2 separate regions of the Rattus norvegicus genome follow, and region 1 is linked to region 2. The links are chromatin contacts, called in public Hi-C maps. All regions are on one chromosome and are shown on one strand. Each heading gives the region's core, a stretch centred on a gene start, on an enhancer-like site or on the middle of the called end of the contact. The rest is flanking DNA. Distances are from core to core; before and after follow the strand shown. Region 1 overlaps LOC108350932 (a long non-coding RNA gene). Region 2 overlaps LOC120102827 (a long non-coding RNA gene).

Region 1 (6,118 bases), core at 2,396-4,895, 100 kb before region 2:
ATACACACACTCACACACACTCACACACACTCATACACAGACACACACTCACACACACACTAACACACACACAGACACACACAGACACATAAGACACAGACAGACAGACACACACACGCAGACACACACAGATAGACAGACACAGATATATACAGACACACACAACACATACACACAGACAAGCATATGGACACACAGGTAGACAGACACACACAGATATACACAGACACACACACAGATATACACAGACACACACACATACAGACACACACTGACACATACATACAGACAGACAGATACACACACACAGACAGAAACAGATATATACAGACAGACAGACAGACAGACAGACAGACACACACACACACACACACACACACACTCCTTGCAGTCTGGAGACCTGTACCTCGAAAGTTCTCTCCTCCCATCTCTTCACATACACACAGAGTCTGTGCCTTCAGGTGTCCCTCTGACTGACTACACCCCTCCACTCTCTCATCTCTGAAGTGTTTCCAATTGTAGGACATTTGTAACTGCGCATTAATCCTCTGTTGTTAGGAGAGACAACCTTTAAATGAGGTCTCTGGTGACCTTTCCATTGCCGCCGGGTCTCACAGAACATCTGCAAACAAGTCTTAGGTTCTTTTGCCTGGCTATGGGATGCAGACAATTATCCTGTTTTCAAGCATAAGGTTTTGGGTGAGACATGGCTAAGTCTGTCTGAGCTGGAAGTTAAGAACTGAGGTAAACTGATGAAGGGAGGTAAACTCTGAAGGCCCATCCCTCACCACCTCTCCCCCAAGCCCCACCCCTGTCAAGTAACCTGTCTTGGTCCACTCGCCCTCCGAGGAATAAATGGGCCATCAGTAAATGGCCCCGAGACGGAGATACCTGTGCGGGTCAGGTTTTAAATAGATTTCCTCCTCAGGATGTGGTCTGCATGCAGAAAGGAAATAGGACAATAGCAAACAGAACATGGAAGCAAGTGATTAACCTGGAAAGGGCTGTACAGCACAGACGTCCGCCTTGCCTTTGCAACTAGATCGTTTTTGGTGATGATGGTGGGTGATCACAGCTGATAAACTGTTCGGTCTAGAGGTTTTCCACTTTACATGGCTTCTGACTACATGGATTCCAGGCCATCAGACCCACCGCTTTACATTTATACAAGAACTAGAGCCAAGTAGATGGGAATCGGACATCTTTAGAAAGGAAACTAACTCAGAGGGTGTTGGAAAACGTTGGCTGGATGATCCAGTTCTCGGCAGCGTAAGCTATTCGCAGGAACTTCTCCACACAAAGCTCTGACCTGGAGTATCTTCACCAACAAGTGCATCGTTTCCTGTTTCCCTGGGCATTTCCTGCTGGATTTTCACACACTGTACAAGGGGGTGTGACGGTGGCTTTCTTTATTCCTGTAGCTGGACAAACCAGGGTTCAGCAAAATCAAGTTCGTTTGCTTTCTTCCCCCGCCCCCCACCCTCCTTGCCCGACTCAAGGTTACTAGAAAAACAGGATTAGAATCCAGAATCAGGGTTGGCTGCCTCTCTCCCAGCGTCTCGCTCCAACCTTTAGGTAAAGCCTAGTCTCAGGGCACTTTTCATTTGCTGACTCGTTGAAACAATGCAATTCTGAGTCAGGTAAACATGCTTCAGCCGAATGAAAGCCAAGTGTCTACTATGTTTCTTTTCGGGATAATTTTGTTTACAGTGATTGCTTTGCTGCATTCCACAGGATACATTGTGTTCTCGACGGGGCAAGAAGTCTGTATTTAAATGTCACTATCTGGTGACTTGGTGTCTGTTCTTTGCATCCGATGACATCTGGCAGTACCCAGAGGTCCTGATGACACAATGCACAGCATTGCCCCTGTCTTTCCTTTAGCTGGGGCTTAGTAGAATCTTAGATTTTGGAGGGACTTCATGGGCTCATTCAGTTGCAGCTCAGTAACACGATACAGTACCCAGCGCAGTAACACGATAATCTCTTCCATAGTAATCTGGGCAGTAACTGTCGCTCCTTGTTCCCAACATCTCTACAACAAGGCACTCACAACTGAACAAGGCAGTTAAATCCACTTTCTTCTTTTGGAGACAGGCACTCAATATATAGCTCTGACTGGTCTAGAACTTAAGTATGGAGATGAAAGGCGTGGGCCATCGCTCCTAGTTTGATTCCATTTTGAATACTGAGTTCCTGCATAGTTCTTCATGCTGCCACAATGAACTAAGATTTGGTCTCCCTGTAACTTTTGTTCTTTTGGCCCCGACCTGTTGCCGGACATGTGAGATTGAAGTCAAATAATTTGAGTTGGCTGTAAGGTTTAACCCTTTGCTGTGATGAGTCTGTACGGTTTCATTTTGCCTCCTGACTGGGCATTTGGTAAGGATTTTTTTGTTCCCTTGGTTGTTCCTCTTTTGTAGCTTGTATGAGTGTCAGTCTTCGATTTGCCAGAGAAAAGGAAAGAGTCTATGTAATCGCGGTACCCCCTGAGAGAGATAGTTTAAAGCTTCTGAGATTGGCTGAGATGGCTCTGTAGGGAAAGGTACCTGACATCCCTCCATCCCAAAGGTAGAAGAAAAATCATCCTGAAAGTTTTCCTCTGTCTTCCACAAGTCAACACACACACCCAGATAAATAAATCAAGTTAAAAAATGTTCAACAAGGGGCTGGGGATTTAGCTCAGTGGTAGAGCGCTTACCTAGGAAGCGCAAGGCCCTGGGTTCGGTCCCCAGCTCCGAAAAAAAGAACCAAAAAAAAAAAAAATGTTCAACAAAAACCTTGAGATAGGCCCTTGTTATGTAAATTCAGACTCTTGATTCTCCTGCCTCAGTCTCCCCAGTGCCGAGATATCATAGACCGGAAACCGGAAGCTCCAGCTCTGGCTAGAGGGAGCTTTCGATTCAGACAGATCCAAACTCAGACATTCCAGTCGTAGCCTGCTCTTACTTCCAGTGGGACAAAAATAATTATGGGATCATTTTTTCAGGGAAAAAAAAAAAAGCCTAAAGAATGCTTTACTTCAATGGGTGATTGGAATAAAGGATTATTACCAAGTGATGATGGGAAGCCCCCAAAGATACAATCCTGAATATTGAAATCCTCGCTGATCATCCTTGAAGCCTGAACTCCAGGATCATCGTCCCCAGAGATTCAAATCCTGAGTGCTGAAATCCTAAAACCTCAATCAAGACCCCCAACCCGGAATTCCCACATTGCTGGGAAACTGCTACATAAAAAAGGGCGGTAAGTCCAGCCTCCGGAAGGGGGCAGGGCAGTTGGGGAGGGGGTGGGGAGGGATTAGCTGCATGGTACCGCAGGGGTGAAACTTCAGTGTGTTTATTATCTGCATTGACACCCCTTCAAGTTCTTGATGCACTTACACTGCACTTGTGTGAAGAAGCCAGAAAAGTTAACTGGTCCCACAATTACGGAGGTGAGGAGCGACAGGATGTTCACCTGCTGCCGTTTAGTCCGCAGCCATTTTCTGTCAAACGCGTGGCCAGTACGTGAATACCCGCAGAACGGACTTTTGTATATTCAAAATAATGCGCGCTGCGACGTGGGAGACGGAGAAAGTGGGAGGGAATGCTACGTCAGCGAACATCAAATCACGGATAAAAAGTAAAGCTAGCAGGCTGGGGCTGGAGGCGTGGCTCAGCGGTAGAGCCCTGGCCGCTCTTGCAGAGGACTGGATATTTGGTTCCCAGCGCCCTTGTGGTGGGTCGCAGTCATCTGTTCTCCAGTCCCAGGGGAATACGATGACTGCTTTCGGCCTCGGAGGCACATTGGTGCGTGTACACACACACAAAAATAAGTAAGTGTGGGGGGAAAACCACTGTGTACTATCTAAAAGGTGACTGAAGATTTTTTTCCTCCTGAGAACCCCCCCCCAAAAAAAAAGAAAGTAAAAAAGCAAAAAAGCAGATATTCGCTGATTCAAGACTTATATAAAATTTAATGATAGTTGCCCACTGCTATGGACTTACTTGTAGGCGATTGCCTACAACCCACCCGCAAAACACACTTTATTTTTGGTTGTGAGTCTGACCTTTAATGGCTGAGCCAGCTCTCCAGCCCATACACTTTTAATATGTTAATATGCGTAAGCTTTACTTCTTGTTTTACTCTCTTCCCACACAGTGTTAAACCTTCAACTTTACTTTCTACACCTCACCATGTTATATATTTCCTCCCCAGGTCTTCTCAGATATTAGATGCTTTTATTAAAAAAAAGATTTTATTTGTTTTATGTGAGTACTCTGTCGCTGTCTTCAGACACACCAGAAGAGGGCATCAGATCCCATTACAGATGCTTGTGAGCCACCATGTGGTTGCTGGGAATTGAACTCAGGACCTCTGAAGGAACAGTCAGTGCGCTTAACTGCTGAGTCATCTCTCTAGTTCGATGCTTTTTTTTTTTTTTTCCTGTTGTTTACTTTTTTTTGGTGGTGGGGGGAATGGGATTCCGGGGTGAATTAGACATGGTCTTTCTATGTCATCTTGGCTGTCCTGGAATTCACTGTGTAAACCAGGCTGGCCTTAAGCCCACAGAGATGTACTTGCCTCTGCTGGGATTAAAGATACTCATCAGCATGTCTATCCTCTAGATGCATTTTTGGCAAAACCAGTTCTGTGAAGAAACATTGTTATAGTTGATTTGATGTGATAAAGATCTTAAAATCTCAGTAGGGACATGGTGGCTCATGACTTTAGTCCCCAACACTCCAGAGGTAGAGGCTGACGGATCTCTGAGTTCCAGGCCAGCCTGCTCTTCAGGGCAAGTTTCAGGACAGGTAGAGCTAACAGAGAAACTGTGCCTCAAAAATAAAACAAACAAACAAACAAACAAACAATCAAATGTCAAATTTTCTTTGAGACAAAGAGATTGTCTTTTGTATATCTCCATTTGGGAAAGATAACGTTTCTTAAGATCTTGGCTCTTTGAGTAACTGCATAAACAATGTGTTCCTGATACGACCCATTGTGTGTGTGTGTGTGCGCGTGCGTGCTTTCTTGTAGTGCTGGGATTGAACTGAACACTGCCATGTGTTAGGCATGTGCTCTACCCAATACTGAGCGATATCCATGCTCCCCAGTGAGTTTTATTTATCTTACAAAACATGCAAATCGCTCACCAACCACAGTTATAAAGATGAATGCACGAAACTATTAACCAAGAGATATATATGTCCATTGTGCATTTTTTGTTTGTTTTATGAGATGGAGGTCTCACTGTGTAGCACTGGCTGGCCTGGAGATTCCCAAGTAGGACCAGGCTGGCCTTGAACTCATAAAGATCTACCTGCTTTAACTTCCCAAGTGCTGGGATTAAAGGCCTGTGCCACCACTTCCACTCTTGCATTTTTTTTTAATTTATTTTATGTGTCTGACTATTTTGCCTGTATGTATGTCTCTGTGGGGGTGACATCGGTGACATCTGTGAAGTTAGAAGAGGGTGTCAGATCACTGGGACTGGTGTTATACACACTTGGGAGCTGCCATGTGGTTGCTAGGAATTGAAGCTGGATCCTCTGAAGAGCAGCCAGTGCTCCTAACCATTGAGAAACCTCCCCAGCTCCCCGACCCCCATGTTGATAGTCCAGACTGGACTTGAACATGTCATGGAACCGAGGAAGACCCTGAGCTTCAGCTCTTCTAAACTCTGCATGTCTTGTAACTTTGCATTTTGAACAATGTATGAATACAGCTCATCTGCTCACAACCATTATAATCATGGAATTCTCTGTAGTAAGCTTGTGTGTTATTGTGCATGCTCCCCCTGCCACGTGTGTGTGTGTGTGTGTGTGTGTGTGTGTGTGTTTCATATATGAAGTGGCCTATAAAGGCCCATTTCATGATTTATGGTCCTGGCTCCTCCATGTGCTTGGTCATGCCTGCTGTGTTGAACTAAGTCACGTGATATTAAATTTCCTAACAGGATATAAAGAGTCAGATTTTTCATTTGGGGAGTTTTCTCAGGTAGGTGACCTGAAGGCTGTTCCCTAAAGACATTTCTCTGCCCCCCACCTTCCATCCCTCTCCTGGGGTTTGGAACAGCTGCTCTTGCCTGGCCTCTCTCCCTCGTTCCTCTTTACAGGAAAAAGCCTGTCTGTCC
Region 2 (6,047 bases), core at 2,079-4,578:
CTCAGAGTGCCACCTTTCCTCCCTCGGACCTAGAAACGAGATAGCCGGTGATGGCTGTTTGTGGGTGACAATCATGGGATAGGGTCCCATGGGAACCTTCTTTAGAGTAAGGAGCTTTAGCTACTAGAAAGAGCTATCACACACACACACACACTCACACACACTCACACACACACTCACATACACACACTCCCACACACACGCACACTCACATATACACACTCACACACACATACACACACTCTCACACACACTCACATACACACACTCACACACACTCACATACACACACTCACACACACACTCACACACACCACACACACACTCATACGCCACACACACACCACACACACACTCACATACACACACTCACACACACATACACACACTCACACACACATACACACACTCACACACACGTACACACACTCACATACACACACTCACACACACACTCACACACACACTCACATACACACTCACACACACACCACACACACCACAAACACTCACTCTCACACACACACACTCACATACACACACTCATACACACCACACACACTCACTCTCACATACATACACTCACATACACACATTCACACACACATACAGTCACACACACACTACACACACTACACACACATACACACACACACACACACACACAAGCTCTTGGTGGCTCATGAAATTCTCTTAGCAAAATTTGTTGCCTTATGGTTCCCTTAATATCTCTCTCTCTGTCTCTCTCTCTTTGTCTGTCTCTTTCATTTACTTAGAGAACAACTGGAAAAAATACATACAAAGCTATCAAAATTACCTTTAAAAGGTTGGGATAGGAAGCGGGGGTGGGGAGGGCAAACACGGAACTGGGAACTATTGGGCCCTGCTGATATATTACCTTTTCAAAAGTTAAATAAGGGACTGGCAGAAGTGGCTCAGAAGGCGAGGGTACTTGTCGCTAAACCTGATGACCTGAGTTTGACCCCTAGAACTCACACTGTGAAGAAAAGAAAGTTGTCATCCGATCTCCACAGGCGTGCTGGGGCATGTCTTCATGAACACATGTGCAGAGACACAGACACAGATACACACACTCACTAAAACAAATATTTTAGAAGGAGGAAGAAAATAGTCGTAAGATGTAAACCTACCACCAGCCATTATCAGCTCTCCGCAGCCGTGGGAGGGTTTCCCTTTGGGGTGGGTGATTGGGGTTAGCTCTGGTGGGTGGTTCTGAGTAGCCTTCCATCAGCTTGGCACTCAACTAGAGTTATCTGAAAGGAGGGAACCCCAGTTGAGGAAAATGTCTCAATAAGATCTCGGTGTAAGGCATTTTCTTAATCAGAGGTTGATTGGGAAGGCCAGCCCATTGTGAGGGATGCCGCCCCCTTGATGTGGTGGTCCTGGGTTCTATAAGAGAGCAGGGGGAGCAAGCCAGTAAGCAGCACCCCTCCATGGGCTCTGCATGAGCTTCTGTCTCCAGGGTCCTGCCCTCTGTGAGTTCCTGTCTTGACTTCCTACAATGATCAATGGTGATGTGAACGTGTAAGCCAAATAAACCCTTTCCTCCCCAACTTGCTTTTCGGTCATTGTGTTTTGTCACAACAATGGAAACCCTAACTAAGAAAGGTTGTGTGTCCTTGCAAGGCTGGCGGGGCTTCCTGTGTTGATCGAGGAAAGAGAGGTAGAAAGGGGTGCAGAGGCTAAGGGATTATCTAGAGGGATCTGTTTTGGGTAAGGAAGGTCACAAGCAAAAGGGAATGGAATTAGGCAGGCCTAAGAGAAGGGATAGCAGTAAAGACACTCTGGTCCTGACTGGCCTTCATTTCCAAGACTGTTTATCTTACAGCATCATATATCAACTGTGTCTAGAAGTGTGCCCCGGTAGCCTTCTGAACCTGTGCATGCCTCGATAAAATGGAGAGGCTGGAATAATAGCCTGGGCTAGTGTGACTTCCAGGTCCGGTGTTCTTTCCAGGTACTAATCTTCTCTCCACGGTTCCTCTGTGAAGTTCCAGCCCCATTCAGAAAAGTCGTGAAATGTCACCAGCCATCTAGTAAGTACCTTGGGACGCGTGGAGTGGAAGCACCAAGAGCTGGAGTCAAAGCATCTCTCAAGGGCATTCACGGTTCCTCCCTGAATCTAGACATCTATGGAGAAAGCAGTGAGCTAGCCTGGTGTAGCCTCCCCTCCCCTCACACAGTGCCTTCCTCTTGGCACTTTCTCATGGGCTGGAGGCTCTGACAGGTCTGAGAACCTGGACTGCAGACTGTCTGGGGAGAGACTGCTGGCCTTCACCTTAGAGATTCTCACTGTGAAGGGGGGGACCCCCTCTGAGGAGCACAGTTGTTAGTCACAGGGCGGCAGATTGAGATTAGCCATGTGTAGAGATGCAGGTGTGGGGTGGTTTTGGGGCAGGCGGCTGTTCTGTGGGGCTGGAGGGTGCTTTTGGGATCCTGGGTCCAGGATCTTGTCAGGGTTTAGAAAGCAAGGGCCTTGACTTTAGGGTTTGATGCCATGGCAACTGGCTGGAAGCACAGGTACTGAAAGGGACTTAGCTCCTGGCCTCCAGCCCTCCTGTAGGGCAAGAGCAGGAGAAAGAGGCCTTTCAATCCCTCAAGACCTCTACCCAGTGTTTGTGCTTATTTCTGTGAAATCCAGGATAGACACCAGGTGAGCCGTACTTGTCATTTGGGGCAGTAATTTCTGCTTTTCTTTGCATTGCATTCTCAGGCACAAAAATGTGAGAGCATCAGATGATAAGTTATGGTTTTCTGCAGTAATTATAAAACCTTAAAAACAAAACCACACCGCCGCACCCTTGGAATGCGTGTGCTGAACACTCACGTCCAAAGGTCACGAAGACAAGGTTTCCTGGCCTCAGAGGCCCGTCAGCACAACTCTGCCAGGGCCAGCATCTCAGTCTCCATTCACTTCTTGTAATTGAGGAGTTACCTTAATGTTCCCTCTAGGTCTCCCTAGAGTCCCTGAAGTGCTGCAGGGAGCAGATTGGTCAGGTAACTTGTCCCATTTTTTTTCCATGGCGGCTACAGGGACATCTGGGCAGAAAGCATCATCAAAGTCCTTCACAAGGCTTGGGAGAAGGTGATGCTTATTCTTTGTAAACAGTGTGGATTAGAATAGGACATTTCGCCCAGAGGAAAAATAACAGCCCCTTGTAAGAGCAGCAGGTGGGATCTGATGGGAAACAACAACCAAAACAAAAACAAAAACAAAATGGGCGTTTTAGAACTGTAAGCACTTTCCCCAAGAGAGCAAAGCCTGAGGAAGATGTGGTCCTTGGTGCAGGTCTGCCCCCTACAGGCCAGATTCTCAATTCACTGGTTAAGTCTGCAGGGCTCGGAACCATAGGTTCCTGCCCCTGATGGCGCCCCGTGGCTGCTCTTTTTCACTGTGACACGTTGTCCCCAGGTAAAGTCCCTCCAGGGCCTCCCTCTTTTGACCGCTCCCTCATCTAGGAACATAACCTGGTGACTCAGCCGCACGCCCGCTGTGTAAGAATAATTTTAGACTATGAAAGAGGAAGTTTTAAGAGACATGCTTTCCTTTTCCTGTCTGGGAGTAGTGTGTATTTCTAGCTCCCACTTTCACATGTAGCAAGGCAGTTTCCATTCTGGCCCCATTAGAGTCAGAGATGATCTGTCCAGATTTGACCTCCTAGGTTTAACACAGTGCGATGCTTCAAGTCTGCCTGCGGATTCTAATGTCTGGTTATGACGGAGTCAAAGACACCGGACCTAAAAGACCAGTTATGATCCATCTTTTGGAAATGACCTGTGCTACTCAGCCCTGCCCGTCTGATCACTAGTGCCCCGGGGCTCTCTTGCTGCACACCTGGTACAGAATGATAAGCATTTAAACACGTTCATTTGTGCTTTAAGTGCTCCCTTCAAATGGGCCATGTTGGGCCTCCTGCTATCAGATGACGCTTGGTGGGCCCAAAATCTTGGTGTGGTGGTTTGAATATGCTTGGCCCGGGGAGTGGCACTATTAGGAGGCGTGGCTTTCTTGGAGTAGGTGTGGCCTTGCTAGAGGAAGTGCATCACTGTAGGGGTGGACAATGAGACCCTCCTCCTAACTGGGAGTGAGTTTTCTCCCAGTGGCCTTCAGATGAAGATGTAGAACTCTCAGCTCCTCCTGCACCTTGACTACCTGGATGCTGCCATGTTCCCTGCTTCATGATAATGGACTGAACTTCTAAACCTGTAAGTCAGCCTGGTTAGATGTCATGAGAGATGCCTTGGTCATGGTGTCTGTTCACAGCAGTAAAACTGTAAAAAACAAAGGTTCTCTTGATAAAAGTAGCAGGATGTCATCTTAAATGTGTGCATTTTTACACTGATCAGAAAGCAAACATGGTGTGCTGGGTAGCCTTATGTCGGCTTGATACAAGCTGGAGTTACCTTAAAGGAGGGAGCCTCAGTTTGGAAAAGGTCTCTGTAAAATCTGGCTATAGGGCATTTTCTTAATTAGTAATTAATTGGGTACCATTTTGTGGGGTGCCATCCCTGGGCTGGTCGTCCGGGGTTCTATAAGAAAGCAGGCTGAATAAGTCATGATGAGCAAGTCAGTAAATAGTACTTCCACAGCCTCTGCATCAGCTTCTGACTCTCTGGTTCCTTCCCTTGCTGCTTTTGATGATGAACTGTTCTATGGAAATGAGTGAAATTAACCCTTTCCTCCCCAGGTGGTGTTGGTCATGGTGCTTCACCGTGGTTAGGAATGGTAACCCTAACTAAACCCTCGTTTATACACTAGAACAAAGCGGAGAAGTTTTAAAAAGGACTGATGCTGGACTTGGGGCCTGGGTATTGGCCCTTCTGAATGTTTTCCTGTCGACCCAGTCTAGAGCCATCCTACTATAGAAATGCTGGGATGCAACACATTTGTGTTATGGTGTCTGATTATGTCCATTCCAGAGAACGGAACCCAGGTCCCAAGACTTTGTGCAACAAGCACCTTTATCCCCTGAACCATCTTCCCAGCCTCCCTTTTGATTTTTAGGACAAGGTCTCACTCTGTCTCAGATTTCCTGTTTCTGCCTCCTGAGTGTGGAAATGACCGTACCAGGCTTCAGGTGTGCTTGAGTGTTTAAAACTTTTAGAGGAACAGCATTCATATCATTGAGGCTAGAAGAAAACTTGTAGTGTTAAGTCAAATTCTTGTTTTAAAAATGAACTCAGAACACAGTGGCTTCCGGTGTCCCAGGGAGCCAGGGGTAATAATGTCTGAGACGGATATTTTGCAGCACTAAGGAATGATAAAGGGTTGATATGTAATCCCCCACGATGAAAAGCAGAGGGATGAAGAGTCTGTATCACTATGCTGTTGTGGGCATGAGCAGCAAGGCAGTCAGGACTGTGCAATGATTCTCAACACTGTTCGTCTCAGGATCCTCACACTCTTAAGAACGTGATTCCCACGAGCCTCTCTATGGCTACAGAAACATGGCACTAGAAATCAGGAGAACAGTGACAATATATGAGCTTAAAAATCAGTCCCGTACACACAAATTCTTATAATTATTTTTATGGCAATAAATGTATTTTCTAAAATACATGTTTAAAAGGATGATATTTATTTTGCATTTTTGCCAATTTCTTTTTAAAAAGATTTATTTTTTATATACAAATACACTGTAACTCTCTTCAGACACACCAGAAGAGGACATCAGATCCCATTACAGATGGTTGTGAGCCACCATGTGGTTGCTGGGATTTGAACTCAGGACCTCTGGAAGAGCAGTCAGTGCTCTTAACCGCTGAACCATCTCTCCAGCCCCACCAATTTCTTTAATATTTGGCTTAATGGAAGGCAGCTGGACCTCATCCCCACTGCATTCATTTCTTGCATTTAGTTGTTTTGGTTGAAGCCTTAGAAGAAAATTGGCTTCATGCAGACGTGCAGTTGGAAAAGAGAAATATTTTGTGTGTATGTACTTTAAAAGATTAATTTATTCATTTTATGTACGAGTATACTGTGTCTATCTTCAGACACACCAGAATCCCATTACATCAGAGCCCAG

Evidence for each region. A called contact is a pair of places that touch in the nucleus more often than the background predicts.
Region 1: a Hi-C map of liver shows a contact between it and region 2, with 7 times the contacts expected there. The contact joins two enhancer-like sites. A contact is called at or near these places in 8 of 12 Hi-C or Micro-C datasets (the A7r5 cell line, Schwann cells, frontal cortex and 4 more).

Annotation. Positions count from the first base shown.
Region 1 is chr5:28,920,303-28,926,420 of GRCr8, reverse strand. LOC108350932 (a long non-coding RNA gene) reads right to left here. Exons shown (of 5, transcript XR_010066493.1): 4 at 3,384-6,118. Among named protein-coding and RNA genes, the nearest start is that of Plekhf2, 20 kb to the right of the region's middle. Within about 2 kb of position 3,645, at least 12 of the 93 cell types and tissues checked have an H3K27ac peak or open chromatin away from gene starts, as enhancers often do. A contact at or near this core is called in liver, where this site is marked.
Region 2 is chr5:28,818,247-28,824,293 of GRCr8, reverse strand. All of the region lies in intron 2 of LOC120102827 (a long non-coding RNA gene), which reads left to right. LOC120102826 (a long non-coding RNA gene) reads left to right here. Exons shown (of 2, transcript XR_005504635.2): 1 at 1-4,227. Among named protein-coding and RNA genes, the nearest start is that of Cfap418, 27 kb to the right of the region's middle. Within about 2 kb of position 3,328, at least 11 of the 93 cell types and tissues checked have an H3K27ac peak or open chromatin away from gene starts, as enhancers often do. A contact at or near this core is called in liver, where this site is marked.